5 separate regions of the Mus musculus genome follow, and all the other regions are linked to region 3. Evidence: chromatin contacts called from public HiChIP or PLAC-seq data. All regions are on one chromosome and are shown on one strand. The core of a region is the stretch at or near the end of the contact, and the rest is flanking DNA. Distances in the headings are between cores, read along the strand shown.

Region 1 (3,906 bases), core at 1,196-3,695, 510 kb before region 3:
ACTCACCGAGAAAGGAGAGTCCACAGCAGGTGTTCTGCTACAGAGCTGGGATGAGACCTCCCCAAGGATTCTAGAGGGCTTTATGCCTTGAATTAGTCAGGCTCCAATGAGATCTGTGCTAAGAAGAGTCTGACGATGCCTAAGGAGGCATTTGAGTAAGAAGAACATTGTCAATGTTTACTACAGCTTTCTTTTCTTCCTCATGGTCTTCCCAGGTTAAAGGCACAGAAAGGCTGTTGAGGATGTCAACAACAACAACAACAACAACAAATCGGTATTTGCCTCTATGTGCTAAGAGTTAACTGTTTATGATCTGCAAGGGAAGGTAGGACAAAACCCAGATGAGTCTTCAAACTTGACATAAGTGCTGTCAAGATAATTTACCACAGAGCGGAGAGAAAGAAGTGATTTCAAAGGAGTGGGCCTTGAATGAAGATGTGCTGACCAGAGTGGTGGAATATTTGACCAATGATCATTGGAAAGAGGTATTCCAAAGCATTAGAAGGTCCTAGAGAGACCTATGAAGAGAATGGAAGGAGCAGGACTTCTGGCAAAGAGAATGGGACAAATAGGTACTTGAGGTTGGGGAGGGGTTGGAAGCAGAGCTTATCAGGAGGAAGTGTAAGGTAGACAGGCAGAGTGACAAATACTATCAACCCACTCACCAAGCAACCACTATCAACCAAATCAACAACTAACCAGTCAACCTAGTAAGGAACCAACTCGAATAACTGACACCCATCTAATGTGATGGATGTCCTCACTGGGGGAGGATCTCTTCGACCATCAGCCTGGTTAAGTATTGGCAGAGTAAGGCCAAGGAAAGTTGGAGGTGGCAGAAGAGCTGCTAAGCAGAGGAGGTCCTCTCAGCGGCTTGGAGGCATCAGGAAACACATAGGTGTCAGAGGGGAAAAGCAAGGCACAGGGCAAAGTGATAGATAAGTCTTTTAAAAAACTACTTTCTCTAGAATTACTCACAAAAGACAAACAGTAGTTGCCCCCAGTGACAAAAAATTAGCGGGGGCTGAGGAACAAAACTAGAATATTTTCCTATTCTACTTGTTTTGGCTCTTTTCAATAATTGACCTCCTTTCTTACAAAATAAAACCTTAAAGTGTTGTCAGTTGGGGTCCTGGTAGCTTGCTGTGGTAGTGAAAACACCTGTTTTCACAGTGTGAAATTCGGGAGTTTCAGCCTGGGATTAGGCTAAAAAACTCTCAGTGTTTTTCTCCCTCCCACTTGTGATTGCCCAAGCAAACCGAAGCTCCTCCTCACAAGCCCACTTTCTGGTGCTTCTCACTTGATCGCCACTACAGTCTTCAGTGTTGTCTGAGATGCCCAAAGATCACGGACAGTTTGGCTAAGCCAACTCTTAGCTGGCACCAGGCTCAAATCCAGAAGCCAAGGGCCTGTGAATGGCAGAAAGCGGAGGAGAAAGTTCCCTGTCTCTGGCAGTGCTGGATAACCTTCCTTGCTTCTGCCTCAAGTCAAGCTGGAGGTGAGAGGCCACAGGTCCCACCGAGTCCAACCCCTGGGATATCCCCGCTCTTTAAACTTGGGGGAAGAGGCTCCAGTGGGTTTGGTGGCACATTGTGGCCAGGGGTGAACTAGCCCACTGGTCGTTGTCCACCGGACCCCACACGACCTCTGCCCTCTTCCACATACCTGCCCAGGTAGCTCTTTCATTAGCTAAATCCATTTAATTCATTAATTAAATCCATTGACTTCTACTCTTTCTGGAATATTCCACCACAGTCAGGTTTCCCTTCATGGCCTCACGAGGGAAGACATCGAGCCCTCTACAGCTGGCACAAAACAGAACTTCCCACCAGAGCAGAGGGGATAGCTTGGGAGGGACCTTCTAGGTAGTGCAGCTGGTCTGGGGTGGGGGGGCTGTGTCGCCTGCTTGTCGGGAGCTTGGTGCACCCAGGAACCATGCTGCGAGCAAGTGGAGGAGGCCTGGGAACCCCCGAGGCCGCCGGGGTGCACATCCTGCGGCCTTGGCTAGCTTCTTCCATCGGATGGGTACGAACTGGAACTGTCCTAAATGCACCCCCCCACCCCACTTATAGTCTGTTAAATTGACTAATAAACTCAACACAGCGTTTTCTGTGCGGCTTCAAAAACCTCCGTAATTTCGTTAGAAAACGTTGAAATCCAATCCCAAAGTATTCAGCCCAAATGTTTAGTTAAAGTAACCCCGTGGGTTAATAAACTAAACAAAGTCAACCCATGCAAAACTGGAGCAATGAAAACCAGGCTAGATAAACGAAGGGAAGTTTATAAGAACCCTTTCGGAGGAGAAGAAGGTTGGGGGGGGGGGGAGCACGAAGGCACTAGGCACGGAGCTTTAATGTGAAGCATGTGAGCCAGGCTCAGCTTACAGGTACTCGGCCCCTGGCGAAGGGCGCTGTCAGGCGGCATCGCCCAGCGCGGCCCGGGAAACCCTACCCCGCTGCCGCCAGCAGTCGGGCGGCACCGAGGTCCCCGCCCCGCCGTGCGCTCCGCCCGCCCGCACTGCCCGCGGGGACCTGGGGCGACGTTCGTTGCAGCAGACCGGGCGGCGCAGGCCGGCTCCCCAGGAGATGCTCTGTGCAACCCTAGAGGCTGAGCCCCGCTGTCCAGCGCTGCGGGGAGAAGGGCCACGCCTGCCCACCCTCCACTTTCCTCCAGCCCTGGCAGTGGAGTGACAAAGGCGAGCCGCGCCCTTGACCTCCCTCCCTCTAAGGAAGCTCTTGGGAAGAGAGGGGCGGGCTGTGGATCGCCCAGTTACAATTAGTTGCTTTTGCCTGAGCAGTCTGGAGCCGCAGCTCCGGAGGTGGGGGGCGGGGGGATGAGAGAGAGAGAGAGAGAGAGAGAGAGAGAGAGAGAGAGAGAGAGAGAGAGAGAGAGAGAGAGAGACTGAGAGAGACTGACTCTGGATAGGAAGGGCAGGTCAGAAACCAGGACGCCTTGTGTCGCTTTGGGGACTTGAGATGTAAAACCAGTTCATTCTCGGGTCCACCTCGCCCTCCTAGCTGGACGAGCCATCAAAAGAGAAAAGAACGGGGACTGGCGAAGGGGGTGTGGCCCCCCTCCCATCACTCTAACTTCCCTCGCCCCTCGGCCCTCGGAATTTCTAGGAGGGGCGGTCCCAGCCAGCCGAACCCATTCTGGGAGCTGTGCGAAGAGATCAGAGGCAGTACAGGTTCTCGGTTAAATGAACCTTCAGGCGGGGACAATGGCGCGGACCTCACACGGGGGCACCGTGCTTCGCCCCCATCCCCGCTCAGCTGCCCCGTTCTTTTATTCCACGAGGTGAATCCTCCGGAGTCTCCTACGGCCGCCCCGAACCAATGGGCTGACCCGGGAGAGCGCGGGACGCTCAGGAGATAGTTTGAAAGGAGGTGTGGGTTTTAATTTTTAAAGCGTATAATTGGAGGAGAGTTATTTTTTTTTCTTGGCCAAGAAGAGGCGGGGGTGGGGGGGAGAGAAGGAAGAAGAAAGGCAGGGGGGGAAAGTCAGGAAAAACAGAACGCATTTATCTATCAACCGCTAGACAAGACAAAGAGGTTTTAACAACAGTTTGAAAAGAGCGGCCTGTGAATGGTTACTATTCAATTTGTATTTTATTCCCCGCTGGTCATGGAATTGAGATCAGAAGAAAAAGTGAAAACACATGGCCGAGGTCAAGGGATCAGAGAACCACCACACACAGCAAAGGGAAGGGGAGGCAATGGGAACTCGTGTGAAGAAATGGATTATATAAACAGAGCTTACCATCGCCTGCGCCCCATTATCCTGTAATTTACCCTGCATGGGAGCATAGAAATATATTAAACTAGTGATGGCTCTTACCATTTCTTTACAAGCCAGCCTCGTGCCAATCAAGCCTACTATATACTTTGAGACATGTTTAGAATTCTT
Region 2 (3,498 bases), core at 670-3,169, 820 kb after region 3:
GCTCACTGTGACCTCGAGACTCATCAGAGGTTCCAGCACCTGTTTGTCAGCTTTCTTCAGGGCCTGAAGAGATTTCATAAACTGAACAAATTTCTATTCCAGTACACGGAAGACAGAGGAAGGCTAATTCCTATATTCCTGAGCAGAGGGCTCTGGGGAGCTCACTGTATAAGGAGCCAAGAAGTTAGAACTTGTACAGTGGCCACATGCTGGAAAGAACAGCACAGGAGAGCACCTCAAAAAGCCAACAACAAAGGCAAGAGTCAAGACAACTGTCTACAAATACTTTCTGTATTTACAGTTTATAATCTTAGACTTCATCGGCCACAGAGGGAACCTGACCATGTTTTCAAGATAAAACAATCATGTGGGAAAGGGTAAATATAAGAGAAAAATGCTTCCTTTAGGGAGGGACTGGCCTCCCAGAGCTGCCCTCTATCCTTTTCAGACTTCTGAACAGTACCTCACTGCAGAGCTTCCACACCAGCAGTAGCTGCAGCCCATCTCGGAGGACTCAGTCTTGTCCCCCACTGGGCCCCAAGCCTAGCTCAGCAGTTTCTTTTCCAAGCACGTCTCTGGCCTTTCTTATTTGCTGATGGCATTAGTAGATCTCAGTTTGCTTAAATGTACTTCTCTGATTTCCTTTTTCCAGCAAACACCAGTATTTCTATTCCTGTTGCTGGCATCTTGATTCAGACATCGTCTAGTTCCTGTCTGTCCTAGACTGTCTTTCCCGTGCCAAATGCCAATCACTTCTGTGTTCTGACTATATATACTTCACTGATCAAAACATTTATTCTCCATTGTTCCCAGAACACAGTTCAAACCTTACTTAGTGCTTGAAAGCTTCAGTGTGACCTGTGACTTTACTCTCCAGTGCTAGGCTAAGGTACTCCCACACTGGGAAACCGCATGGGGGTTGATCAGATCTGGTGGGCCACTGAGGCAGGAGGCAGAAGGCCATGACACTCAGGACAACTCAGGTGATCACATGCATGGAAGATGCTTGGCCTAAATCTGTTGTTCAATGGGACTGATTTGTTTTTGTTTTTTAATGAAAACAATCTTATTTGGACAAATTCAAATATTTGAAATTAAAGGTTTGAGAGATGGTTCAGCAGTTAAGAATACTGTCTGGTCTTGAGTTCAATTACTAGCAACCACATGGTGGCTCACAACCATCTGTAATGGGATTTGATGCCCTCTTCTGGCATGCAGGTGTACACAAAGATAGAGCACTCACATACATAAAATAATCTTTAAAAAGAAGTTGAAATTCACATTAGATTTCCATTGTCCTTTACATTAAAGCCCAATGTCAAGCTGACCTCAGATCTGTCCAGTTAAATCCACCAGGCTTTGGGGCTGGAAAGATGGATTATCTATCTAATTAATATATATATATATATTCCCCTCTCCCCAGCCAGGCTTGTAGCTAACTGTAACATCTCAAAAGTAAAAAAAGGAATGTCTAAACAAGGTGCACTCTTCACAGGCCCAGGTTTTGTTTGGAAAGATCTTTTGGTAAAATCAGAATGTTTTGTTTAACCTTTCTGACCAGTAATTTCTAAAATCTTTCAAATGAAAATTTAGTTTTAGAAATCAAAGATTTCCCATACAAGAGCTAGTTTAAAAGTTTTAAATCCCATTTGTGTGTGTGGTATGTGCTCATGTAGAGGTCATAGGACAACGTTCTGAAGCCACTATGCAGTTCCTGAGCATTAAACTCAGAAGCAGGCTTTTGGTGCTAAGTACCTTTACCCACTGGTACTAGATCTGGGTGGCCCCATGGTGACATAAGGTCTGTGGAATCTGCGGTGCTGGCCTCAGTGCCCATCCTTAATGCAGAGCATGAAGGGTGCTCCGTACCTTCTGCATACACCGTGAGATGCAGGCAGTGACCATAGTTGTGGAGGTGCCAGGGTGAATCATCAGTGAGTGCAACGTCATTGCCACATCCTGGACTGGGGATCCGAGCAGAGGTCCTGGGTGGGGAGAATAAAGCACAACAGTACACACAGTCCAGTAACAAGGAGCAATGCAGCAAGAATTCATGTGAAGTCCAAGCACAGAGAACACTGGCGTGTCTGTAGCACACGGACCAACTCGGAGGCTGAGTGTAACATCAAGGCAGAGTGCACAGTGCACGCTAGTACGCCCAAGATCCTGGCTCAAACTCCAGCATGAGAGAAAAAAAGAAACAGTCACCAGGAGACAGGTGTGTGTCCCTTACCCTGGAGGCATGCACTGTGGACGGCACTTTCAATGGCCTCCCGAGAGGCCTGCAGCAGGTCTTCACCCACACAGTCAGCATACTCGATCTTGGCCACAGCACAGGGCTCTTCTGCTGGCCGGACTTCCAGCTCCGCACTCACCAAGTGCCGCTTGTCTCCAAGCACCCTATCGAGGGTGTCTGCGGACAAACACATGGAAATGCGTGAAGAATAAGGAGGGCCTGCACTCGAGGCTCAACGTTTGCCAGGATAATGAAGGAAGCCAAAGAAAGATGCCAGGAACAGGCTGCCCCAGGAGACTGTCTGCCCTTGCTGAGATTGCTTGTATCTGAGACCCCTCAAAACTAAGTCTTTAAAAGTACCAACCTTGGGGAAAAGGTAACACTCAAATTGTATGACATCTAGAGAGTATAAAAAGCTGATAATAAAAACTATAAACCTTGTTCCTCTGCCAATTTCCAAATTTAAATTTCCTATATTCCTTCAGCAATATTTAATGTTTCTCCCTCCCCCAAAACTAGTAAAGTATTTTCTGAAATACAGAAAAACAGCTTTCCGTGTTTTGTTTTGTTTTGTTTCTGGATAGGGGGTTCTATTTTCTTTGTAAGTACTAGGGACTGAACCCAGAGACTTTGCTCACCTTGAGGTGAAGAGTGACCACTGTTATTTTGCTTAAGGGAACCAAATACAGAAAACCTGAGTGCTGACATTCAGGACAGAAACATAAAAACTGCACCTCCTCTAGAATGCTATCTGTATAGGGACACTGTATTAAATAGCGGAATTATTCATGCACTTCATACAATAAATATGAATTGACTTCAAATTCTTAGTCCCATTTCAGTGGTAAGGGCTGGAACAAGCCAGTGATTTCACTGTCCCACGGCCACTAGAAAACACATTTGTCTGATGGGTGGGGGGGGGGTAGCAGTGGCACCAGGCCTTCTATACTAATTTTTTTTTAATACACACAGTAAAACTGTGGGAGACACTGGAAACTGTGACTTCTGTTTACACAACTAAACACTAAACAAACCCAGAATGTCCAAAATGTTGTATTTTTTACCTGTGGCGCGAACTGAGTTTAAGATGGTTTCCCGGTATGCCACCTGCAGAGGCCCTAGATAGGTCTCTAGGCCATACTCCCTCTTGATACGGTCATGAATAATCTCAATATGCAACTCCCCCATTCCACACAGGACAGTCTGGTAATAAAAAGGAAAAAAAATAAAAATAAAAAAATAAATCAGGGCCGGGCATGGTG
Region 3 (3,479 bases), core at 942-3,441:
AAAAATTCCTAAATTCAAGAGCTAGTGAGAGAAAAGAGCTGGGACGGAGTGGGCCAGACAGGCTTCCATGGACTGGTGAACATTTGTGTTTCAAGTTGGGTGAGCTCAGACAGGATTTATTTTTTCTGGTATACATGAAATGACATTTTTAAACATTGCTGTTGTGCATGCCGTGGTGACATATATTCGTATGGATTCATGAAATCTGTGTCTATGTGTTCATTTTCTTTAAGGAATAAGCCAGTTTCTCCTTTCCTGGGGGGGGGGGGCGGATGTTAATATGTTTTTCTCTCATGTCCTAACCCTGTGACTCTATGTTATTTTCACATGTGAAGTTATGAGGTGAACATAGCACATACACATGTGCATGCTTATGTAAATGTGTAGAAATGAACATGCATGTAAATGAACAGATGCTCAGCAGAGCTATAGCAGATGCAGAAGAGGAGGCAGGGAGGGGACCAGCTGCAGCGAGGGGACCAGCTGCAGTGCACACCTCCTACCGGACTGGATTTTATATGAATCTACAAACTGAGTTGTTTTTAAAGTGCCAAGTATTGATATAAAAGGTTATTTTAACCATAAGTCCTGAAGTCTTTACCTAGGCTTGTAGTTTATTTTGCAGTCTTATAGATGCCAGAGAGTGGCTATTTTCAATTAGTTATACAGTTTAATTACAATGTAGGTTTTGGGGGGGCTTGTATGTGCTAGGCATAGAAATCCAACAGCGTAGGACAGTCTCTGTGTGGTTCTGCAAAAGTAGATTAAACCGTGTGCGACTTAACACATTCTGGCAGAATCTTTTGGCTATGTTAAGTGCCCCTCAGATCTCAAGAAGTTGATTGTTTAAAGAGACAATTTAGTCATAGAAGGCAGACGAAGCACACATAGTTATTCTGCTCTCCTAATAAAAATATTCCCAGAACTTCAGATTTGTATTTTCATGTTCCTGTTCTGGGAATTTTAAAAATCCACTTGCTACAAATACAGAGATTTTCCTTTTTTAGAATATCAGAAAAACTAAGCCAGGACTCAGGGGACAGAAGTAGGAAGATTACAAGCTCAAGGTCAGCCTGGACTGCACAGTACCTATCAGATGTCTCCCTATCCACCCACCTATTCAGCCAACACACACACAGTTACTCGGAGGAAGAAGGAGAGGCTGGTTTGCTGAGAACACCTTCTGTCAGGCTGCTTCCACAGGCTAGCCCACTCGTGTGCACTCTCTCCATCTTGAGAGATGCAGGAATGATGGCCGGGAGGCCAGGCCGGTGGCTGCAGATAATCCTTTGTTGCCTTGAGCTGACTACAGCTCCATCCCAGCAGTGCCTGCTACCATGGGAGTGTGGAGCCTGAGAGACAGAAACCACGCAGTGAAATTTACCAAAGTGATCAATAGCACGAGAGACAGGAAAGAGAAATTTAGGGGCCACACAGTCAAAAGTGTAGATGGTATAGGGACTAGGTTAACTTAGATGAATCTTCCATTTCCTGAGGGCTAGAGCCATGTTTGATGGGGCCACACACTAGAATCCACATGCTGCAGCTTTCTGCCTATCCTGTATCTAAAAGCCACAGAAGACCTTTCTCAGCTTAGCAGGACAGCAGAAGTTCGCAGAACCCGTTCTCAATCCCTGCCTCTGTGCCCAAAGGATGCAAGAGCTCGTAGAAAAGATGAGCAGGAAGCAGAAAAAAAATCTCGGCCACACTAACAATTTTGGGAAGTTTGGGTTTACCATGGTATCTCAACCAGTCTGAAATCCTAGTGGCAAAGTCATGGTTGTCTTCAGGTCACAGCGTGTTGGCCACAGTTAACTTACTTTCCCTAAGGAGACAATAACAAATTATGATTACAATTTACCCTGGGACAAATAGCCCATGGATAGGTTATTTGTTTCCACAGTTCTTTCTCAGTTTTAGTCAAGGTATTATAAAATAACGTTCTCTTTGGATCCTTTCCAACTGGGAACACAGCACACTCATGGTAGCAGAAACATCAACACACTGTAGGTTTCCCATTATCAGCCAGAATGTGAGCTGATGTCTCAGATTGAGCTGTGTAGCCGGGTGCATTTGGGTCACTCTGTTTTCCACCATGGGAGTTTCGCGAGGCCAAGTCATCTCCTGTGGCAGCTGCAGCTGAGGGGAGGTGGGAGGTGTCAGTCGTTCCTAGTCTGCCCTCAGTTGGATGCTATCAGCGACTCCTGTCACAGAGGCGTTGACCGTGTGGCTGGAATGACTCATTCCAGAGTCTTTTCCTTCTGTGACTGTTTGTCATAAAAGTTAACTTTCTCCCAGGGACCAAGCCATCAACCAAGGAGTACACATGGCTCCAGCTGCATATGTAGCAGAGGATGGCCTTGTCATGCATCGAGGGAAGGAGAGATCCTTGGTCCTACAAAGGCTCCATAGATGTCCCAGTGTAGGGGAATGGAGAGTGGGGAGGTGGCAGTGGGTGGGTGGGTGGGTGGAGGAGCACCCTCATAGAAGCAGGGGGAGGGAGGATGTGATAGGGGGTTTCTGGGAGGATGGGAAACAGGGAAAGGGGATAACATTTGAAATGAAAAAGAAAATATCCCCCCCCCCAAAAAAGTTAACTTTCTGGAAAACCCAACAATTTCATATGTATAGGATGTAGTGATTATATTACTTAAAGTCCATAGCTCTTTTAAGAAATCAAGAAGCAAAATAAGCCATAAAATGACTATTTTAAAATATCAAGTAACAAAACCTTAGTTGACGGGAAACAACCATTTGTGTGATTTTAAAACTCACATGCCTCAAACACTTCTCTGTCTCATCATAATCCACAGGGTAAAAAAAAAAAAGCAGTTTTATACAGTGGCCTGTGGAATGTGTTCTGGGATCTTACACTTTATGTCACTGTAAAGGAAAGTTCTGATTATAGCCTAATGGATCCACCTGACATCCCATTAGTGGGCTATGACCATAAAGTCTACAGGCAACCATGAAGAGTGCCTTCCAGGCTTGGACAGAGAAGAGTTGTCACTGTTTCCTAGTGCTGAAAGTAAGATAGTGATGGAGCATCCAGGAAGTGTGCACAGCGATAGAATACCTTGTACTGTAACCGGAAGGTGGCAGACCCACAGTAGGATATTACTGCGCACTGACAGAGTCCACTTCACCAGCGCGGAGACCATAGCTGAAAACTCTAATCAGGCACGCTCTGATGCACGTGTTTCTCCAATCTTAGACTGTGTGTTAGGAGACCATGCAGAATCTTGAACTAGCTATAATCTACTATAACTCCAAACCAATAACATTTATCAGGAATATTTATACCAAGCTTCATTTTTCATTAAAATTAAAGACTCTAACCGACTCAGAGAGGAGCGGAGGGGAGGTGGGAGGTGGGAGGTGTCAGTCGTTCCTAGTCTGCCCTCAGAGGTATGCTATCAGAGCAGCTCCAGTCACAGAGGAGGTGTTGCCTGTGTGGCTGGAATTACTCCTCATTTGAA
Region 4 (3,995 bases), core at 1,138-3,637, 580 kb after region 3:
TGCCAAGTGAGCGAGGAGAAATGTGAGCTCCATTTGCTTTACTGCCCATGCTCCTGTGAGGAGTTGCATAAAGGGAGAAAGTAGCTAATTAAAGCAACAATATAGACCCCACTCCGGGCGAGTATGCACCCATTCACATGATGTTTGAGACTCCTGGTACTGAGATACTGGGTAAGAACAAAGCCAGGCGTGTACACGCCACGAAATCACGGACGCCACTGTAATTGTCTTGTGCTGTCCACAGATGTGCTCATCAGCTGTTCCCCCATCGTGACCAACGCCTTGGTGATCAGCTTCCGAAGAGAAGAGGCCTCTTTTGGCTCTCAGTTTCTGAGGTTTCAGCCCGAGAGCCACTTGGAGATATGGCTTTTAAGCCTTGGTAATGAGGCAGCATGTGGGAGAGTGGAACAAAAGAGCTTCAACGTCCAGAAGGAGAGAGGACGAGGCAGGAGCTCTACCAAGGCCTCTGAGGACCAATGACCTGAAGCGCTCCTGCTAGGCTCCGCCTCCTAAGGTTCTATCACCTCCCAGTAGTCCCATGCTGCCCTCAGACAAAGCATGGACCTTTGAGGACATTTCAGACCTAAATGCTGTCAGCACAGAGCTCATTATGTCTTTTAATTCTTTGAAATGTGAAGAAAAAAATGCTTCTACTGTCTGGGAGGAAGGATGGTACAGAATAAGTGAGTGACGTTCTTAGAATCCTGTGGCCAACCCCAAAGTGGATATACAAGAGCAAAGTGATTCCTGTCGCAGTGATGGTGTGACATTTCAGATAAGCTAGAAGTGGCACGCAGCCAAGGCTTGAGCGCCCTGGCAGAGAAGCAGTTCCTGTGTAATTCTCAGTGTTTCGATCTGAATTATCATCACACCAGCAAAGTGCCCTTAATAACCTGTGAGAATACAGCTGTGTCTCATGGTTGGTTGCACCATCACCACCAACGTCCTTTTAAAAACTCGAAATTCAATTAATCTAAAAGCTTTAGATACGATAAGGTTTGGATTCATTCATACAATACCAAGCATCGAATCGACTCTTTGTCCTTCAGCAGTCCTGGGAATCTGGCAGAAATCTTAAGAAAAACCCTAGTGCCTAAAACCTGCAAGACTAGAAACTCACCATCACTAAATCTAAAGTACGTAGCTACAAATGGGTCAAATGTATGTTCTATGTATTTTATCACAATAAAACATGGAGACATAATTTGCAAAAAGTTATACTTCAGGCTGAAAATGTTAATGATAGTAATAACAGTAGTTAAAAGAAGTAACTACAACATAGAATGTAGAAAGTGTTTCAGAGTTTTATCAATTTTTTTAATATTGTTTACTTTGGGGGGGGGCACACAAGTGCCATGGTGCAGACGTGGAGGTCAGAGGACAACTTGCAATAATCCATTCTCTACTTCCACCATAAGGGACAAAAATCGAACTCTGGTTGCTAGGTTTGGCAGCAAACACAGCCAGCATCTTTACCCTCACTGGCCCACAATGCACCTTTACCCTGATTGGCCCACAAAAGGGAATTTCAAATAGCATTTTGCTCTTGGATTTTCTTTCCCTTTATTTTCTTTTCTAAATGAGCCAATAAAGCCAGTTGTTGATGGCACAGTTAAAACTCCCTTTCACACAGCTACTATGTTGCTAGCAGCTCCTTCTAACCTGTGGGACGCTGAGTCTTTTAGCATTGCAAATTGCTTTGCTTGCTACCTAGTTTTCACCAGTCCTTAGCTGATGTCCTGCTGTCTGCCTCTAGCAGACACTGAGAAAGAGCAAGAAGCAGGAGCAACAAATGACTTTATAGAGTTCAGGGAGAAGCAGCTGCTTTAGATGAGAGGAATCTTCCCGACATTGGGATTGGGAGGTAAAATTGCAAGGGAACTGTGGGCTAAAACGAGAATTCAAAACGAGGTACTAATAACAACCTGTCTAGTCTATGGAAATCTGGTATTCTATACAGATTTACTCTCAATCTGAATATTTTTTAAGCATTAGCTTAAAAATGAAAATGGACCAAAGGTCTTCAAAAGCCTTATTTTGCACAAAATTGCTCAGAATAACAATTCGCAAAAGAAAAGGCCATTTACAATCCCTGACTATTCACCGAGCATCTCTGATTCGTTCAGCAATTTTCTGGCCATTGTAGGTAATAAGATGAAATTGACATGTCCTAGTTCCTCGAGGAATATACCTTCCTTTCAGAAGTCAGAACCCACCTCCATTCCCCCCCAACCCCTCCCGCACACAAGCCTTTACTGAGATAAGACTGTGTGTGCATCAGGGAGCTGAAGAAACGGCTCAGTGCATAAAGCATTTACTGTACAAGTGTGAGAACTAAGTTTAGATTCCTCAGAAACCACATAAAGCTTGGGTGTGGTAGCACGTGTCTGTAACCCAAGCAAACCTATGACCAGATGGGAGGTGGAGACAGAATCCCTGGGAACGCATAGGCCAGCTGCTCTGGAGTGCACAGCAAACAACAACGAGAGGAAAAGGGAAGGCAAACAACAACGAGAGGGAAAGGGAAGGCAAGGACCAATACTGATTATCCTTTGATCTCTACATTCATCCTGTGCTTCACACCATTGGCCGTATGTGCTCGTGTGTGTGTGTGCTCGTGTGTGTGTGTGTGTGTGTGTGCTCATGTGTGTGTCATGCCCTCACATCAGCTTCTCCTCTTACATAAAAGCACACATGCCATTTAAGCCACAGAAATGAGACACTTGAGGGGAGGGGCAGGGGCAGGGGCATCCTCGCAGTACTGCCTCTAGTACTGATCAGTTCAGTAGCTACTGTGAAATCTGTGTGGAGAGTTTCTCGTTTCTGAGCCGTCACCCACAGCCTCAGGACGCAGGTGTAGTACGAATGCTTACACATCCCTCTATGGTCTCTCCATTCGCAGAGGTTGATCTTGTCCTTTAGTCAACAAAGGTGGAAGGAGATTTGCTGTGCATTGAGGACTGACAGATATGAGTCTAGACTGCAGTAGAGTAGGGAAACAGACATGTTGATTGTAGTTACACGGAGAGTTTACATAGCCCCATAGGAATCAGAGCAAGGGAGAAGGGCGTTTCTTTGTGAACTAATACCAGGAGTGGAATAGCTTCTTACATATGAGTGAAGCCCACAAGGTCTTATTGGCATATGACTTTCAATTCATTTTATTTACATAAAAACTGCATAACAAGAGCCCACATTTGACAGTTTAATAAATATACATTTGTGTTGTTTGACCATATAAATCTTTTTTTTCTAACTTCTTCAGACAGTGTCTTGCTATGTTGAATAACAACTTAGCTTCAAATTCAGAATTCTCTTGTCTCAGTCTGCCAAGTATTGGTATTAGAGGCATCACAATATTCAGCTCACATAAAACATTAAACATTACTCTGTTAAAAAAATGTACTAACAGTGCACGCCTTTAATCCCAGCGCTTGGGAGGCAGAGGCAGGCAGATTTCTGAGTTCAAGGCCAGCCTGGTCTACAGAGTGAGTTCCAGGACAGCCAGGGCTACACAGAGAAACCCTGTCTCGAAAACAACAACAAAAAAAGTACTAACAAAAATAAAAACCAAAAGATAATGTGTATTTTCAGATATAAGAAAGTTTAAATTATTTTAATTGTACAGATTTACAGTATATAATGTACAAGCTCAGTATATATATATATACACACACACACACATATAATATATATTACATATATTATATGTGTGTGTGTGTGTGTAATGTAATGATCCAAGCAACCAATAAACATTTCCATCTCCTTAGACATTTTTAAGACTTTTGATTGACTTGTGGTACTTATAGACACAGTATATGTTGTGCAACAGTTTCCTCCAAGACCCATCCATTCCTTCCCTCCAAAGGGAGCTCTGTAAGCTGGAAAGGAACTCAAAATAAATAGCTTCAGGAAGTTCCTGAAACTGAGCAGATTCACTAGGTCCTTCCCTGCCAGAGTGAGCAATCAAAGCTGGAAGTCTCTCTCAAAGCTGC
Region 5 (3,672 bases), core at 899-3,398, 710 kb after region 3:
TTTTCCGATCTGATTTATGAACTCTTAATAAGATTGCAAAAGTGAAAAACCACTCATTTCAATGACTTCTTTTTATATCTCTAGAAAAGAACTTGCTCGGCCACCAGCATCCGTGCACTTGCTGAGCCTCTTAGCACAGATCTCCATGCTGTGGATCTCCAGTTCACGAGGATACTGGCCACCCAGCTTTCCTGCCTGAGTCCTGCACCCAGTCACTTACTCTTTTCTGTAGGTCAAACTCTGCGAAAGCAGAGACAATTGATTCAGTAGGGACAGAAGCACTCTACCCCTGAATACCGCACTAATGGTTTCTCTACTGCTAGCATCCTTTCTGTCTCTAGCACTAAGTCTAGCACTAGGTGGCCCTGCTGATATGTCTAGCCTTTTAACATTGTAGCACAACGTAGTTATCAACAAAGTTCACACTTGAGAATTTTGCAACTGAGTTACAAAAAAGCAAAAATAATTCTCATAATGTTTTAAATAAGTTTATGATTTTGCATTTGGAGCCTCACTCAGGACTATTCTGTTGTGCATGGGGGCCACAGGCTGCAGGTGGGACCTGCCTGAGAAGGCATGCAGGGGTATATGTGGAGGTGTGCTTCTTCCAGGTGGCTCTCCCTCCTCCTTTTCTCCCTCCTTTCTCCCCACCTCCCCATTAAACACAGGTTTAGGGAAGTGACCTGCAGAAGGAGTCTTCCAGGGGCTTTGCACAACGTCATAAGAACCACCATGGAAGATCTGTCATGAGGCTGTGGGCACCAAACATGGAGATGGAAAGCTGTGTGTGTGTGTGTTCCTCTGCAAACAGGGAATCAGCTCTTATCTGGGGAGTCAGAGCACCTCAAAATTCTCTCCCTGAAAAGTTCCATAAAAGGGTAGGCACACGTTTAGCTGTTTCTTCTTTTCTTATCTCTCTTATTTTCTTCTTTTTTTTCCATCTCAAATCTCTCTTTTATATTTTCATTTGTCCTCCTTGTTATATTTGGAAGACCAATGCTTTATCCCTCTGCTACTCAAAGCTCATTACAGAAGAAAGACTACCTCAGCTTCTGAGAAGATGCCCTCTCATTTCTTCATTCAAACAGTGTACAGTTATTTTCATGAAACGTTCCTAAGAGAGAGAGAGAGAGAGAGAGAGAGAGAGAGAGAGAGAGTCGGTGCTTAAGACTTACCAGGCCAAGGACTTCCTCACAAGGACCCGAAGTCCCAACTAGACCATGAGCTAATCATCCTGTAAACTCCCTTTAGCTTCCTCAGAGTGCAGGTGCAATCTCATTTGAAAGATTAAAATCTCTCCGTTTGCACTCGGGTCAGCTCCTAGCCACGTGCTCAATAACTGTTAAGTGCAAAGAAGTACAAGGTGCTTTGGGCCTCTAAGTTGAATTCCAAGAATTTTGAGTTTACAAAAGGCAAGGAAGTGGGGATTTCAGAATGACAGATATGCTAAGTGGGAGCATTGATTAGGAATCTCAGAAAACCGAGCCTGGGGGAGGGGGAGAGCGTCTCCAGAAAGCCCGCCTGGCTTGCGGTCGTTTCTTAATGTGTGCTAACCTGTGTTTTCAGGAAAGCGCTATTTGCATGCATTTGGTTTTCTAAGGGGCTTTAAAAGGCGCTTAGTTGGGGTTTCAAATGTCTGCCTAAAGCGAAGCCTGTTTTCATCACTCAGGCCAAGTACAATCTTCTTGAACTTAGTGAGTGCTAAAGAAATCAAAGAACATGCACCTGTACCTGCAGGGTTTGCGTAAGTACGTGTATGTGTGCTTGCGTGCTTGCGTGCTTGCGTTCGTGCGTCCGTGAGTGCATGAGTGTGTGTGTGTGTGTGTGTGTGTGTGTGTGTGTGTGTGTGTGTGTGTGTGTGTGTGTGAAGCTGGAATGAAAAATCTAAAGGAAAAAAATAATAAAGCGTTTAGTAGGTTACAGAGCTATCAGTATTTGGTTCTGTGCCAAGAGTTCTTTCTCTAGTTTAGATCACACCGGAAAAATTCATCCATTAAACAAATATTTATTCGGCACCCAGTGCATACCAGGCCTCTTTCTGGTCTTGGTACTGGCGAAATGGCGAGAAGTAAACTGGATAAGCCCTCGGAGCTCTCATGGGGCTTAGTACAACAGGACAAGATGGGATTGTGGGTAGGAGTAAGAACGCGCTACAAGCTGTGGCCGTGAGCAGGGTGAGAGGTCCAGCGAAAGCCAAGGACTGCATGTAGGAGGGAAAGATGCTTGTCTGAAGCCTGGAAGATGGCTAGGAGGGAGGAGAGGGGCCGGTCTAATCTTTCTCCAGCTTTTCCCGGATGTCTTATAATGAATGGCCTTCTCTCTCCAGACTCTGCAGCGCGCCTGCCCAGTCTGCTCATTTCAGCTAAGAGCGCTGTAAACTTTCCATGTAACAACTTCTGATGTCACTGATCACTGTAGCCAGGCAATGATGGGTCCGTAAGAATTAGGATTTGGAGTCCCTAGCCTCCAGTCTTGGAGGGCTCTAAGCGTCTGGCTTCCCAAGTGAAGCTAAAGGGATGCAGGGGTGGCCAAAAAGGACTGAAAAGTGGCTCAGGGAACATGACAATCGGAAGCTTTTCAGGCAATTGAAAAGGAAACAGGGAAGGGAAAAAAAAACCCCTACGTTACCTATGTAACTGGATAATTCTCAATTATATACCACAGACTTCATTGTAATGACTCCGCTTAAATGATGTCAATATCTAAAAGTTCTGGAAAACTCAGCCATTTCCCTTAGTGGCATTTTTTTTTCTGTCTTTCCCCAGAACGGGATCCCTGTTGTTCACTCATTTATCCTATAGCCTGTGCCCTGATGTGTTATTAGTGATAGCTTCAAGTTTTTTTTTTTTTTTCAAGTTTTATAATGTGTGTCTGTCTGCTTTCTATCAGTCTAATACCCAAGGTAATTAACATGTAAAGAGAAAGGGCTTGATCTGACTCCCGGTGTCAGAGTTTCCATCAGGCCTTTAATGTCAATGTCTGGCAGGGGTTTGAAACATCTCAGGATGGAGTAAAACCATTCATTTCATGAGGAAGAAACAAAATCAGAAAGAACAAGAGTAGAGGTCCCACTCTGTCCTTCAAGAGAGGACCCCTACTGTGATTTAAGTTCAGAGTGTCCCCTTCCAGGCCTCTCATAGGACAGCTCTGTGAGACCTTTGAGACTAACCTAAGCCTTCTCCTCCCTAACATACAATGAAGTAAAATGACCCTGTCACACTGTCCTACCCTGAGAGCTCAGCCACGCCTTCCTGCCATGATGCACCTAAACTTCTGAACACAGAAATCAAAATGAACCCCTTGTCCCTTTTTGTCTGATCGTAGCAACGGGAAAGAAAATGAACACAACCTCTGAGACCTGACTCCCTCACTAGTCCCTACCTCTCAAAAGTCCTTTCAGACCTCGGGCGTGGCGGCGCACGCCTTTAATCCTAGCACAGAGGCAGAGGCAGGCGGGTTTCTGAGTTCGAGGCCAGCCTGATCTACACAGTGAGTTCCAGGACAGCCTCGAAAATCCAAAAAAAAAAAAAACAAAACAAAACAAAACAAAACAAAAACAAACAAACAAACAAAAAAAAAACAAGTCCTTTCAAGCCTTAATATGTTATCTTGGGGACCAGAGCCGTCCCACATGGACCTTTAGGAGACAGTCAAGATACAAATCATAGCACG

The links. HiChIP or PLAC-seq counts read pairs in DNA pulled down with a chosen protein or histone mark.
Region 1: an HNF4G HiChIP or PLAC-seq map of pancreatic cancer cells shows a contact between it and region 3. The contact joins two enhancer-like sites. A contact is called at or near these places in 1 of 115 datasets of contacts at active chromatin or transcription factors (pancreatic cancer cells) and 1 of 9 other capture datasets (embryonic stem cells).
Region 2: an HNF4G HiChIP or PLAC-seq map of pancreatic cancer cells shows a contact between it and region 3. The contact joins two enhancer-like sites. A contact is called at or near these places in 2 of 115 datasets of contacts at active chromatin or transcription factors (embryonic basal ganglia and pancreatic cancer cells) and 1 of 9 other capture datasets (embryonic stem cells).
Region 4: a contact with region 3 is called in a FOXA1 HiChIP or PLAC-seq map of pancreatic cancer cells. The contact joins two enhancer-like sites. A contact is called at or near these places in 1 of 115 datasets of contacts at active chromatin or transcription factors (pancreatic cancer cells) and 1 of 9 other capture datasets (embryonic stem cells).
Region 5: a FOXA1 HiChIP or PLAC-seq map of pancreatic cancer cells shows a contact between it and region 3. The contact joins two enhancer-like sites. A contact is called at or near these places in 1 of 39 promoter capture datasets (cranial neural crest) and 3 of 115 datasets of contacts at active chromatin or transcription factors (embryonic stem cells and pancreatic cancer cells).

The regions. Positions count from the first base shown.
Region 1 is chr13:98,503,615-98,507,520 of GRCm38.p6, reverse strand. No RefSeq gene overlaps it. Among named protein-coding and RNA genes, the nearest start is that of Gm41032, 31 kb to the left of the region's middle. Within about 2 kb of position 2,445, at least 75 of the 459 cell types and tissues checked have an H3K27ac peak or open chromatin away from gene starts, as enhancers often do. A contact at or near this core is called in pancreatic cancer cells, where this site is marked.
Region 2 is chr13:97,171,427-97,174,924 of GRCm38.p6, reverse strand. It overlaps Gfm2 (G elongation factor, mitochondrial 2), which reads right to left. Exons shown (of 21, transcript NM_177266.5): 17 at 3,301-3,439; 18 at 2,234-2,413; 19 at 1,870-1,985; 20 at 1-63. Among named protein-coding and RNA genes, the nearest start is that of Hexb, 25 kb to the left of the region's middle. Within about 2 kb of position 1,919, at least 15 of the 459 cell types and tissues checked have an H3K27ac peak or open chromatin away from gene starts, as enhancers often do. A contact at or near this core is called in pancreatic cancer cells, where this site is marked.
Region 3 is chr13:97,989,838-97,993,316 of GRCm38.p6, reverse strand. The region is part of intron 11 of Arhgef28 (Rho guanine nucleotide exchange factor (GEF) 28); the gene reads left to right. Among named protein-coding and RNA genes, the nearest start is that of Gm34388, 98 kb to the right of the region's middle. Within about 2 kb of position 2,191, at least 4 of the 459 cell types and tissues checked have an H3K27ac peak or open chromatin away from gene starts, as enhancers often do. A contact at or near this core is called in pancreatic cancer cells, where this site is marked.
Region 4 is chr13:97,405,388-97,409,382 of GRCm38.p6, reverse strand. No RefSeq gene overlaps it. Among named protein-coding and RNA genes, the nearest start is that of Lncenc1, 28 kb to the left of the region's middle. Within about 2 kb of position 2,387, at least 38 of the 459 cell types and tissues checked have an H3K27ac peak or open chromatin away from gene starts, as enhancers often do. A contact at or near this core is called in pancreatic cancer cells, where this site is marked.
Region 5 is chr13:97,280,792-97,284,463 of GRCm38.p6, reverse strand. No RefSeq gene overlaps it. Among named protein-coding and RNA genes, the nearest start is that of Gm33390, 17 kb to the left of the region's middle. Within about 2 kb of position 2,148, at least 31 of the 459 cell types and tissues checked have an H3K27ac peak or open chromatin away from gene starts, as enhancers often do. A contact at or near this core is called in pancreatic cancer cells, where this site is marked.